Regions from separate parts of the Rattus norvegicus genome. Here region 2 is linked to region 1. Evidence: chromatin contacts called from public Hi-C data. All regions are on one chromosome and are shown on one strand. Each heading gives the region's core, a stretch centred on a gene start, on an enhancer-like site or on the middle of the called end of the contact. The rest is flanking DNA. Distances are from core to core; before and after follow the strand shown.

Region 1 (6,020 bases), core at 1,450-3,949:
TAGGGGAAGAGGAACTTGTCCTACTACTCAGGTGTCTGTGTACCCTGATGCAGGTAGGGGTGTGAAATCGATTGGTGCTTTGCTCAGAGAGGGAAGTGTGTGGAATAGAGCAGGCAGGGAGAAGGCTTAGGCTGCCAAGCGCACAACAAAATCCAAACAGAGTTTCAGGCAGCTGAGCAATTCCCTGTACCTGTCTCAAAAGAGGACGTATTATTTTCTCTTTTTACGGATTTTACATACCTACCTAAGTATTTTTTATTGTTGTTTAAAACAATAACAAGGAAAAATATGAGATAAAATATAAAGGTCTTAATAGCTTACCTTCCAGAATGAATGAGTTTGCATCTGTTTCTAGATCTTTTCTATGTATTTACGCGTATAAGTAACCTAGAAATATCATATGGAAAACCTTGATAGTTGAAAAGAAGAAAGATAGAGGCATATATATTGTGTGCCAGTGACGCTCATGTCAGCGTGATCAGAGGAGTAACATGGGAATATATGATACGAAAGCAGCTGGCAAAATAGGGCAGGAAGGTTTAAAGCAGGATGGGTAGCAAGGGATGGGGAAAAGCTCTAAGTCATGGGAAGGGTCAACCAAAATTGAGGATGCATAAAAGATCCATATTAAAACCTACTACTATGGAAACTAACTAAAATACATAATTTCTTCTAGAGGTTTTTTTTTTGTTTTTTGTTTTTTTTTTTGGTTCTTTTTTTCGGAGCTGGGGACCGAACCCAGGGCCTTGCGCTTCCTAGGTAAGCGCTCTACCACTGAGCTAAGTCCCCAGCCCCTCTAGAGGTTTTTTGAATAGAGGTTCCTTGCATGGGTTGACAGTTCTGGTCCAAGAAGTCAACAGTATTAACAGAAAACCCCAGTGCCGAGAGTAGAATGCTTTTCTATGAATTGCTGGCCAGAGAGTCCCTAGAGGCTCCCAGAATGATACAGGGTATTGCCAGTGCTCTTGGTTGGCAACCAGAACTGTATGAAAAAACCTTATTGCTGAACATGCCATACACTTTAGATACAAGATGCAGAGAACAACAAGCAGCTACTAAACTGGAAGCATCCTCCTGCCTGCAAGCTTGCATAGTGCCAGAAGGTACTAGGCAAGCCACTGAGACAATAGTTATCAATGGTCTTTCTCAACTGTTGACTGTGTGTGCTACAACACAGGGTGCTTGTGTGCTTCCTGTGTGCTTGGGACCTTCCTGGAGAGAGCTTCTCATTGGAGAAATAATGGCAAAAGTGTTTTGGGGTCAACCAAGTACTTTCTGACTGGAATGGAGGCCTAGTCCATGGGAAAGATACTCCTGGTTCTGAGCCTATTCCTGGAGAGATCACAGGCTCTAGAGGATAACGTACTATTGACATTTTACTAAATGGGGATGTAGTTAAAATGCCTCTAATATATTCACATGTTTTATTAAAAGCAGATTTTTTTCATACAATATATTCTGTTTGTGGATTCCTCTCTCCCTACTCATCTCAGTTCCTCTTCACCTCAACTCCTATCTGATTCATACATTTATTCTTTCTTGTTAGGAAAAACAACAACAACAACAACAACAACAACAGGCATCTAAGGAATAATAATAAAAGAAAATAAAACAAAAATGAACAAATTGGAATAGAAGTATACCCATAGAAGAGTGGTGCTGTCTGCCTAGCCCTGGAAACCTTCCTTTAGCAGAGAACAGTTAATACAGACTCACAATTCATCAAAGGGTTAAGAAGTGGCTGTTTAGTTCTCACTCTATATTACCCCTTCAAGATCCAGAAAACATCAAAGAAAGGAGTAAAGACTGGTAAGAGCCTCAAGTTGGAGAGAAGCTCCATGAGTCAGCCTTATGGGTGTAGCATAGTCTTCCCAACCACCGATCCACAGCATTTATGGATAACTTCAAACGAAATAAAAGACAAGACGTGGGACTTGGAAGGGGGATTGGTTGAGAAGAAGGAAGTAAACAGTAGAGAGGGAAGGATATAAGGGTGGAAAAGATAATTAGGCATGGATATGATCACAATAGGCTCTATGACAGAACACAACTATCAAAAATAAGATAAAAAATTAAAGCCTATTCTATAATGTACAGGAATAAATATGAATGATCACAAAAGAGAAGTGACTGACTCTTAAGCTATTAAAAAGTCAGCACTGAGGTTGCATGGGATAACTAGGGAGGCCACATACTCAAGAAAGTTGGTTCTGATAGAATGAATGGAGTGTCATTGCCAGAAGCAGAGCAGATTGAACAGGCTACCATGGGTTGGACAGATACGTGGAAGAGATTCCTGCATGTGGTGCACTGTGGACACTCGGTTTTCTAATTCCTCCCTTACTTTTTGTAATCCTGCTTTGTAGTGTCTCTCTCTGTGTGTATGTATACATGTGTTCAACAAATATGTAACCTAACTCTAAACTTTAATGTAGGCAGAAACCTTATTTCCAGGTATACATTACCCCTTAGCCAGAGGGCCTGCCTGGTGTTCAACACTAGGTAAACATTGAGCAGGCTCCAGATTGACTTCTCCTTTTATTTATTCTCCTTGAAAATCACTAAGGCTGATAAGAAGTCTCTCTTACAATATTGGCTCATGAAACTTCTTTATGTTTCTTGTTGTCTAGGCATCTAACCCATAAGCAGACAGAAAATCCTAAGTTCATGCCAGGTTACAATCAGCAAGAACTAGTCATCGTGGTTGGCAAGAGGAACAAAATATGCTTCCTTTGTAGATCTCATGCTTCTACAAAAGGAGTCTCAAGTTCTCATGAACCAAACAAGGGCTGTCTTGTACCCCAGCATGTCTTAACTTCTACATGAGAGACATCTGGGCCACATCAAAAAGTATACAATGGAATCAGGAACAGTAAACTCAGAAAATCATTGGATTTCAGAGTGAGGAAGAATCCTATCTAGACTTTAATCCAGAGTGCCTTTCTTTAGTTATGTGATGAACATTGCTAGCAGATTTCACAATACATTTACTTACATTCAGGAAGTTTCTTTTTCACAAATGAAGAACTAAAATTTTCCATCTTGAAGCCTGCTCTATGATTTGTTCATTAACTAAATGTTTTGAAAGTTGAACTCTAAGCCTGTAATAATGCCAGGTTCTGGGCCGTGTTTGGAGGGTAGATGGATGAGTAAAAGACACCTCCCGATTTCGAAAGCTTTGTAAGTTGATGGTAAAATGGTCCCATGAATTGTATAATTCATGTGATGATGTACGTGAAATGACATGTATCTGTGCAGAACGGCAGTAAATAGCTTCATCTAAGCTAATCCAGGCTGATGGAATAAAAGAGAAAGGTTCCTGAATTATGATATATATATAATATATATAATAAATATTATATATATAATTTTTAATCATTAAACTATTTTTTATCAGCTACAAACTGATCCGATGGTAACATAAGGTCAAAAATATCTACATTGTGAGGAACATGTGACTATGTCCTGTCATGCTCTCTCCACTCTACTCTGCCAGCACTATGTAGAAGGAATGAAATGTGAGGAATTGGTCCCCAAGTGTAGACATAATACCTGTCCCTTGCCAGGACCCCTTGTCTTGTCCTACCCATGCATAGCAGCTCACTGATGACAAACTCTGGGGAAGGAATGGGCAAATCATGTTGGCAAAACTTGTGCTCAGTACCTGGTATGACCTGTTCTCTTACATATTCTTTTCCTAGATAGGACTGAAAATCTCACAGCCAGAGTAACTGACATGCAAGATAAAGCTGGTGCTGTTGTCAGATCAGAAAACAGAAAGAACCAGGATCTTGGTCACATGATTAAACTGCTGGATAAATCATTCCTGACATATGCTTCAAAATACATAGGTCCAAGAACAAACCTACTCATGGAGCCAGTTTGATTTGATTTGGGCTTTTCATAACTTGCCTTAAACCCAGGCCACATGGTTCAATTTGCTGACAGCCTTATTAAAATAAAGAAACATAGATAAAATTCTTTCTTTTCTTTTCTTTTCCCCTTTTTCTTTTCTTTTCTTTCCTTCCTTCCCCCCCCTCTCTCTCCTTCTTGACAAATAATATTAAGTGGGGGAGTTTCTTTGGCTTGCCTTATTTTTATGAATTAATTGTGGTTCCTAGTACCTAAAGTCACATTTTCCTGGAGAACTGTTCTCGATTCACTCAGCATACGAGTTAACAGTTGGAAGCAATTCAGCGACACACGTATTGATTACACAGCTCCACTTTGACCTGCCTTATGCAAGGTACCGAGTTATATGCAAAGTAGTTCTGAATAAGATATGCCTTTTTTCTTCAATGAGCTTAAAATCCTTTTTGAAATGCGATATCAGCAGTTTGAGCTCTGGCCTCCATGCACTCCGTTTCCAAATTTGCCTTGCCTGTTCCACACGGAGCACTAGACAAATGCTGTCTTGTCTAATCTTCACATCGATGATACAGGTGGTTATTTATGAGTGAGGAAATTAAGTTCAAAGACATAACTAACTTTCTCAATGTGACTTGTCAGACTAAATAGTGTTGGGAAATGAGTGGACGTCTGAGTTCCAAACCAAAAGTATGTCCAATGTTTAGATGTCATCAGAATATGTCATTAACAGCTATGCACCCATGACAGACAATTTATGTTTATTGCAGCTTTTGTGTCTTGGAGATATGCTCTGAAGTCAAAGGTGGTACTCAGTTGGTCCTTTAGAGGGAAAAAAAAATCTCTTAAATCAAACAAAAGCTCATATGATGGCAATTAGAGCAAAAGGCAAGAACATTAAACATGACTTCTTAGCTATTCATCTATTGAATGAAGATTTATTATACCTAATACAGGACATGCATTGTGCTAAAAACAATGATGATGACAAAGATTCATGAGGTTGGTTTCTACTCTAAAGGAGCTGTGACCTTTTAAGTAACAATAGCTGTCGCGTGTTACATGACTATAAACCACTGAGCATTTTTCATAAGTCATTTGTTGTCCAAAGGATTTCAGGATGTATCTATTCCCATTCCAAGGATGGAGATCTGAGGCTGAAATGGTATCATCAAGTCACACAAGAGAAGCCAAGATTTGAACCCATAGGACTCACTCTGTCAGTTAAATCCCAAGGGGCTGTGAGATGGCTCAGCCAAGCCCGAGAACCTGAAACTCACCCAGTGGGAGGAGAAAGCTCACTTCTACAAGCTGTATGGTAATGAAAATACCATAAAAGATTTTAAATCTACCTAAAAATTATACCTGTAGTCTAAACTTGATAATTTGATTAGGATATAAAAGAATTTCCCCAAAGGTATTTCTCTCTTTTAATGTTTTGGGAGACAGGGTTGGGGATTTGGCTCAGTGGTAGAGCATTTGCCTAGCAAGCGCAAGGCCCTGGGTTTAGTCCCCAGCTCTGAAAAAAAGAAAAGAAAAAATATTTTGGGAGACAGACAGACAGATAGATAGGGGGAGGGGGAGAGAGGGAGGGAAGGAGGGACTGAAACCAGGGAAGAGGTAGAAGAGGATTAGGAGAAGGAGCCAGAGGAGGGGGGAGGGGAAGAAGGGAAGGGGAAGGAGGAGGAAGAGGAGGAGAAAAGAAGAATGTGAGGAGGAATGTGTGTGTGTGTGTGTGTGTGTGTGTGTGTATGCATGTGCAAACAAAGGCCAGTTCAAGTCAGTGTTTCTCTCATTCACTGTCCACTTTATTTTATTAAATAGAGTCTCTCTCTCTCTCTCTCTCTCTCTATCTCTCTCTCTCTCTCTATCTCTCTCTCTCTCTCTCTCTCTCTCTCTCTCTCTCTCTCTCTCTCTCTCTCTCTGAACCTGGAGCACATGAATTTAGCAAGATCAGCTGGCTAGCCAGCCCATGGGATCTTCTTGTCTCCACATTACCAGAACTGGAATCACATGTGTGTGTGTGCAACTCACATGCATGCCCACACACAGTTATTTATATGGGTGCTAGGAATCCATGCTTGTCCTCTAGCACTTGACCCACTAAGCCTCTCCCAAGCTCAAGGCATACCTCTCTTATTACCACTTCTGCT
Region 2 (5,971 bases), core at 783-3,282, 95 kb before region 1:
CCCAGAGAAGTAATAAATGAAATACGTTCTTGTGTTCCCTTTTGCAGCACACTATGTGAAAGTGGACCTTGCAACATTGCTGGTCTTGTGTGATTCTACATGACACTGCTCTAGTGAGAACTGCAAACATTCAGTCATCCAGATGTTTGGTGTCATGTGGATAAATCCCCCAGATGATTGACTGAATTTTTCAGTTTTCATTGGAATGATTGACACTGTGCGTGCATGGCCCTGTGCTATCAACCCTGGGACCCCCATCGCTGTGGGTTCAAAGACTTACTTTCATGGACTTAAGCGCTCAGAAAGCTGCTAATGGGACACAGAATTCTTCTTCATGTGCTACTCATGGGAAAGCAGACAACTTCAATGCCAAAGGCGATTTCAGTTCATTGGTCCTCATTGTCATTATCAACTAGCGTTTATTAAGCATTCACATGTGCGAAACACATTTTCAACTGAAAGACACCATGACAAACATTAGCTGATGAGAGGTGCTTTTATTTTAAGCCATGGAATCAACTTCCTGGCAGCATGCTAAGCTGTTCTATATGAATTCTACCTAAGGAGAGTTCAAAGCAAGTGCCACGTGCTGATCGTGGAAATTTCCCTCGATTCATGGAAGCCATTTCTTCCCTTAGTGCCCTACTCTACCGTTGCCATTCATCCCAAACTGCATTTACTGGGCATATATTTGGTGGTGATATTTTGACACTCAGCCCAACTAACTGAGATACAGTAGAAACTGAGAACATTGAGAATCAAAACCCCATATTGCAAAAGAACGAGAACCATTTAACCTTACCAACACTTGGCTTGATTCATAGTTACAAATACATGTGTTAGCGGGAGCCCACAAGAGATGACCATTCAGATACATTTTATAGACAACTGAAAGTCTCTATTCCAGTCTGCTGCTACTTCACTCAGGTAGCACAGTGTGCAGAGCAGAAACCACTTCCTGGCATCTTGCTGGGTAGCTTCCGGGGAGGGTCTTCATTCAATCAAGCAGTATAACAGAAGCTAAGTTACTCTGGACATCTTGACCTTGGGTTTCTTGAATAGAGTTTGGTAATTTCCCATGGGATTCTCCATCAAGATCAAATTCTAGTCAAACCTGAAATGGGTTCAGTAAGAATACAAGATGGAGGAACTTATGCACTGTCTTGTTCTCTCTCTCTCTCTCTCTCTCTCTCTCTCTCTCTCTCTCTCTCTCACACACACACACACACACACACACACACACACATCTTTCAGAATTGTGAGCATGAATCAGATAATGTAGGGTACTCTGAAAGTGCATAAACAGAAAAATGTTCAGGGTTATTACTATTTGTCTGATGTGCGTCTCTATATTTGATTTGAGTGGCTGCCTCAATTGTAGATAGTATCTAAGGACTGTCATACAGGGTGTCCAGACACAAGTGTAAAAGAGTAAAAAGAAATCATTAAAAGCTTAATAATTCCTTTGGATAGTGACAAAGGCAAACATTTAAAGCATAAATGAAATAAATATCTAAGGGCTGAAGCTTTCTGGAGGTATGATAGAAGATTCCAGAACTCCAATGCAAATTCCAACACTGCGAGTGCTCCTTCTCTGGCAGTTGGCTTCCCTCACCATAGTTCTTTCGTAGGAAGTTGCAACGTGAGACCTGATTTTTTTATGTGCTTTTATGTGGCCCTCATGTGGAAGAGCTGGGACGCATCAGAACTGCCTGGGTGATGTCCTCTAGACAAGACATCATGTCTCTTGAAGGTTACCTGTGACTCAACTTTTCTCTCCCGTGTAGTAGTCAGTGATAGAAAGTAGCCAGCCAACAAATACGAAATTCTTCCTCTTCCAGGAATCACAGGAAAATGTAGCTTACTGTCTTTTCTAAACAAATGTATTTGACCAGCTATTTCTCTCAGCTTTTAGAGAAATCTGAGGTGCAGAAAAGGACGCACTTGGGGGCGGGTAGGTGAGCAACAACTATGGGTCAGAAAACTCTCCCTTTAGCTCAGAGCTGGTCGAGGCCAGATTGCTAAGGGAAGCAGTTATTTTAATTGCACAACAATACCACATGGTGGATCTGGAAAGAATTGCACGAAACCTAAACCTTCTAAGGAGAGATTTCTTCTTCCTGTATCTCCTTTTACTGAGGCATTGTATGAATTTCACAAACACAGGCAATGCCAGTAACAGTATTTTCTGCATATCAGAGGTAGCTTAAGTGCTTCAGAGAAGCATTGAATAGGAATTTTTTTTCTCATGCTTCTCCAGGCAGTCAAAAGGTTGGAGCACTAGTAATCTCCCGGATGCTTGTTCTCTGCTTCCCTCAAATCAGAGGAGATGCACTCTCTGAGGTCAGGGTATGCCTTCCCTCTTGGAAAAATGAGCCAGAGTCAGCTGTGCCAGTGAGGTGCAGATTTGGGTGTCCACACTCACTCATTCAGGATTGATAAATTTTTTCAGAATTTATTTTCCTAAGCTAAGATGTACAGTAAGCACAACTCCTTCAAGGAGTCACTGCAGGGAAAAAGCAGCCTGTGGTTGAAGAAGGCCAAGTGCAGAAGAGTGGGCACGTACACCCGAGTGTTGCATAGATTAGCAAGCTCTTGTTTGTAATTTTTACTCTAAAGCTTAGATCTGCAGTGTCCTTTTAAAATTTGATGTATGTGCGTTCTTGAATGCACATGCAAAAACACACTAGAGAAAAGACAGTATCTTCAAGTGTTGCTAGGAAACTGTATATCACAGAAGACTCCAATTACACACACACACACACACACACACACACACACACACATCATCATCATCATCATCATCATCATCATCATCATCATCATCATCCCAAATGGATCAAAGACCTTAATTTGAAGCCTGAAACCTAAAAACTGCTAGAAGAAAACATAGATAGAGCATTACACGGTAGAGATGTAGGAACATGCTTTCTGCACAGGACTCCGGTTGCCAAGGATTTAAGGCCAACAATTGATAACTGGGGTCTTGTAAAACTAAAAAGCTTCTGTATAGCTAGGAAAACAATCAATCAAGTGAAGAAGAAATCCACTGAATGGGGGATAATCTTTGCCAGTTATACAAATGACAAAGGATTAACATTCAGAATATACAAGGAACTCAAAAAATGAAGACTCAAGGAAAGAAATGACCCAGGGCTGGGGGAATCTAAACAGAAAGTTCTCAATTGAAATAAAAATAGTTACAAGATACCCCTCCCCAAAGTGTTTGTCACCCTTAGCAATTAAAAAAATGCAAATTAAGACAACCTCAAGGTTTCATCTCACCTCAGTCAAGTATAGCCAAGGGTAGTCAAGGATAGCCATGATTAATACAATGACTTACAACTAATGATGGCAGGTTGTGGAGACAGAGAAACCCTCCTTCACTGGTGCTGGTAATGCAAATTGGTGGAGCCACTCTGGAAATCAATAAAGAGTCCCCAAAACTAGAAAACAAATCTCTACCATATTGCCAAGCTATGTCGCCCCTTGACATATGCCCCAAGGACCAGACAGCCTACTCCACAGATTTCTGCTCAGCAATGTTCATAGCTGCCCTAGTCATACAGGCTGGGAAATGGAAACTAATTAACTGTCCCTCAGCAGCCATGTGGATAATGAGTGTATAGAACAAAAATGCAATGTGATCCTACTTGGCTGTAGAGAAAAATGAAACCGTGAAATTTGAGGGGAGGTAGATGGACCTAGGAAAGATGATTTTGAGTGGGGTAACCCAGAAAGACAAATGCTGCATGCTCTCTCCAACCTGTGGTCCCCAGATCCACATCCTCAGTTGTGAGTATACAACATGAACTAAACACAGAAACTAGGAATGTATGAAGGGACCATATGTGTGACACAGACTGTGTGTGTGGGGGGAGGGGAACTGTGAGGGGAATGGCAGGATACAAGTGATACAGAAGTTGCAGAGGAAATAATGGGAAATGGGGTTTCACACAGAAGGAGGAGGGACAAACAGCAACACCAAGGTTGTTTGATTTGGCATCAAGGATTCATTTTCCATTTAGCTAAAATTATACACAACACAACGCGCGCGCACACACACACACACACACACACACACACACACACACACACACACACACTCATAGTATAGACATTAAAGGAAGCAAAGCCACTTAAGTTAACAACGCTCCCCACCATAGAACCATAGACTAACAAAAGCCCAGTGTCAGACACAAGAAACCTACTTTCCAATGGTTGACCTGGGCAGTTTATGTTCTTCCCAAACAATATAGATTATCAACGCAGCCCTTGGTTGCCTCTTAGAAGTTGGAGATGAGCCTCCATTGTTAAAGATACTATACACTTGGGACACATAACTCATGACTCGGGCTGGGTCTAACCCGAAATTCTCTTTCCTGCCCTCTAGCTTCCATTGTTCCCGAAAATACTCAGCAAGCTGCTGAGGGAGAGAAGAAATTAAACCTCACAGTCGACACAGCTACAGCACCCATGAGCCATGACAATTACCATGGGAAGATCTGTGTAAAGGTGCATAAATGTCACTCACGTGTAACTGGCAACTAGCATCTGTCTAACTGGACTTAAGGCCCATACAACAGGAGGAAAAAAGTGCTTCTGAGGCTGCCAAGGTCACAGACCTTAGGAAACAATCTTCCAGGCACTTTGATTTTGGTAGATCTGCAGTATCTTTAAAAATATTAAAGTAACTTTATCTTTTAATACTTCACCTTGACCTTCGTTTTAATTTATTTCCTGTAACTATTTAGGGAGATACTCCTGCAAAATTTTTTTAGCCTACGTCCTGGACCTCCCTGACTGCATGGCTGCATGACTCAATTCCTATGCTCCTAGCATCATTAAAACTATATGCACTCGCATTATTAAAACTGGCTTACCCTTTAAGCCACCTGGACTGCATTACTCTGTAGACCAACCACAGTGTCCCTAGCACTGATACAAAAACTACCTCCCCGACCTTATTCTTTGGTCTTCCTCTGTTTAATTTCCAAAATACTTATTTTCTCCTTCATCCCTCCTTTATGAATATGTGTACAGATCTTTATAATTCTTGTTATGGGGTCTATCCTTTGAAGGTCACCAATACCTTAACTTCAACCATCAAACTCCATTGACTTTAAAACATTGCTATTACTTTATTCTTTTAAACATCGGAAGGAACAAGTTCTAGGTTCTCGGTCAGGGCCATAGGATATTGGATCTATGATATCAAATGAATGTCTCCAAAACCCTTTAGATTTTCCTCTCTAAATACACATACTTTACAAAATTGTCGGAGCAAAGCCGGGCAGACAGTATAGAAATTTTGCGGTGAAGTGCTATACTCCCATTAAAACTAGCTGCTTTTATTACTGTTATATGGGACACAAAGTTCTGTGGAATCCTATTCCAACCCGGAAGACCCTGTCATCAGTTGTTGAAGGAAGGCCTATGCAAAATAATTTAAAACTAGACTGATGGAGTCACAGGCCTTTTATCCCAGCACTTGGAAAGCTTCAGACAGGAGGGTCTGGAGTTCAAGACCATCTTTGGGTCTGAGTTGCCTTCAAGGTCAAGCTGATCGGTAAGAAGTTCTGCCTCAATAATTGAAAATGGATAGTAAATATATACAGATGAATACTGAAAGAGATACCATTGGAAACTTGTTGGGAAACGTAAGATAGAGAGACTGAGTTGGGATAGACAAAGGCAGCTTTTGATCATTACCTGTGGAATTGCTGAATGGAGTACTTTACAGAGAGACCTTTAAAACAGAATCTAAAAGGGCAATGAGACCATGATCCCAAGCAAACATCCAGGTAAGATATACACAGTGCAACAGAAAGAAAAGATTCTGAGAAGTGGCACCAAGAGCAGGCTTACTCAGGAATACATTTTAATACATCTTGTTCCCATTTCCCCAAATAAAGGTCTAAATGACAGCAAAGGCGATCACATACAGCCATTGCTTTTGTCTTTCCCAATT

Evidence for each region. Hi-C and Micro-C count contacts between places; a contact is called where the count stands out from the background.
Region 2: a Hi-C map of the A7r5 cell line shows a contact between it and region 1, with 2.7 times the contacts expected there. The contact joins two enhancer-like sites. A contact is called at or near these places in 2 of 12 Hi-C or Micro-C datasets (the A7r5 cell line and the Rat2 cell line).

Annotation. Positions count from the first base shown.
Region 1 is chr13:78,023,495-78,029,514 of GRCr8, reverse strand. No RefSeq gene overlaps it. Among named protein-coding and RNA genes, the nearest start is that of Mroh9, 50 kb to the right of the region's middle. Within about 2 kb of position 2,699, at least 4 of the 93 cell types and tissues checked have an H3K27ac peak or open chromatin away from gene starts, as enhancers often do. A contact at or near this core is called in the A7r5 cell line, where this site is marked.
Region 2 is chr13:78,118,017-78,123,987 of GRCr8, reverse strand. It overlaps the pseudogene LOC103692020. Among named protein-coding and RNA genes, the nearest start is that of Prrx1, 83 kb to the left of the region's middle. Within about 2 kb of position 2,032, at least 3 of the 93 cell types and tissues checked have an H3K27ac peak or open chromatin away from gene starts, as enhancers often do. A contact at or near this core is called in the A7r5 cell line, where this site is marked.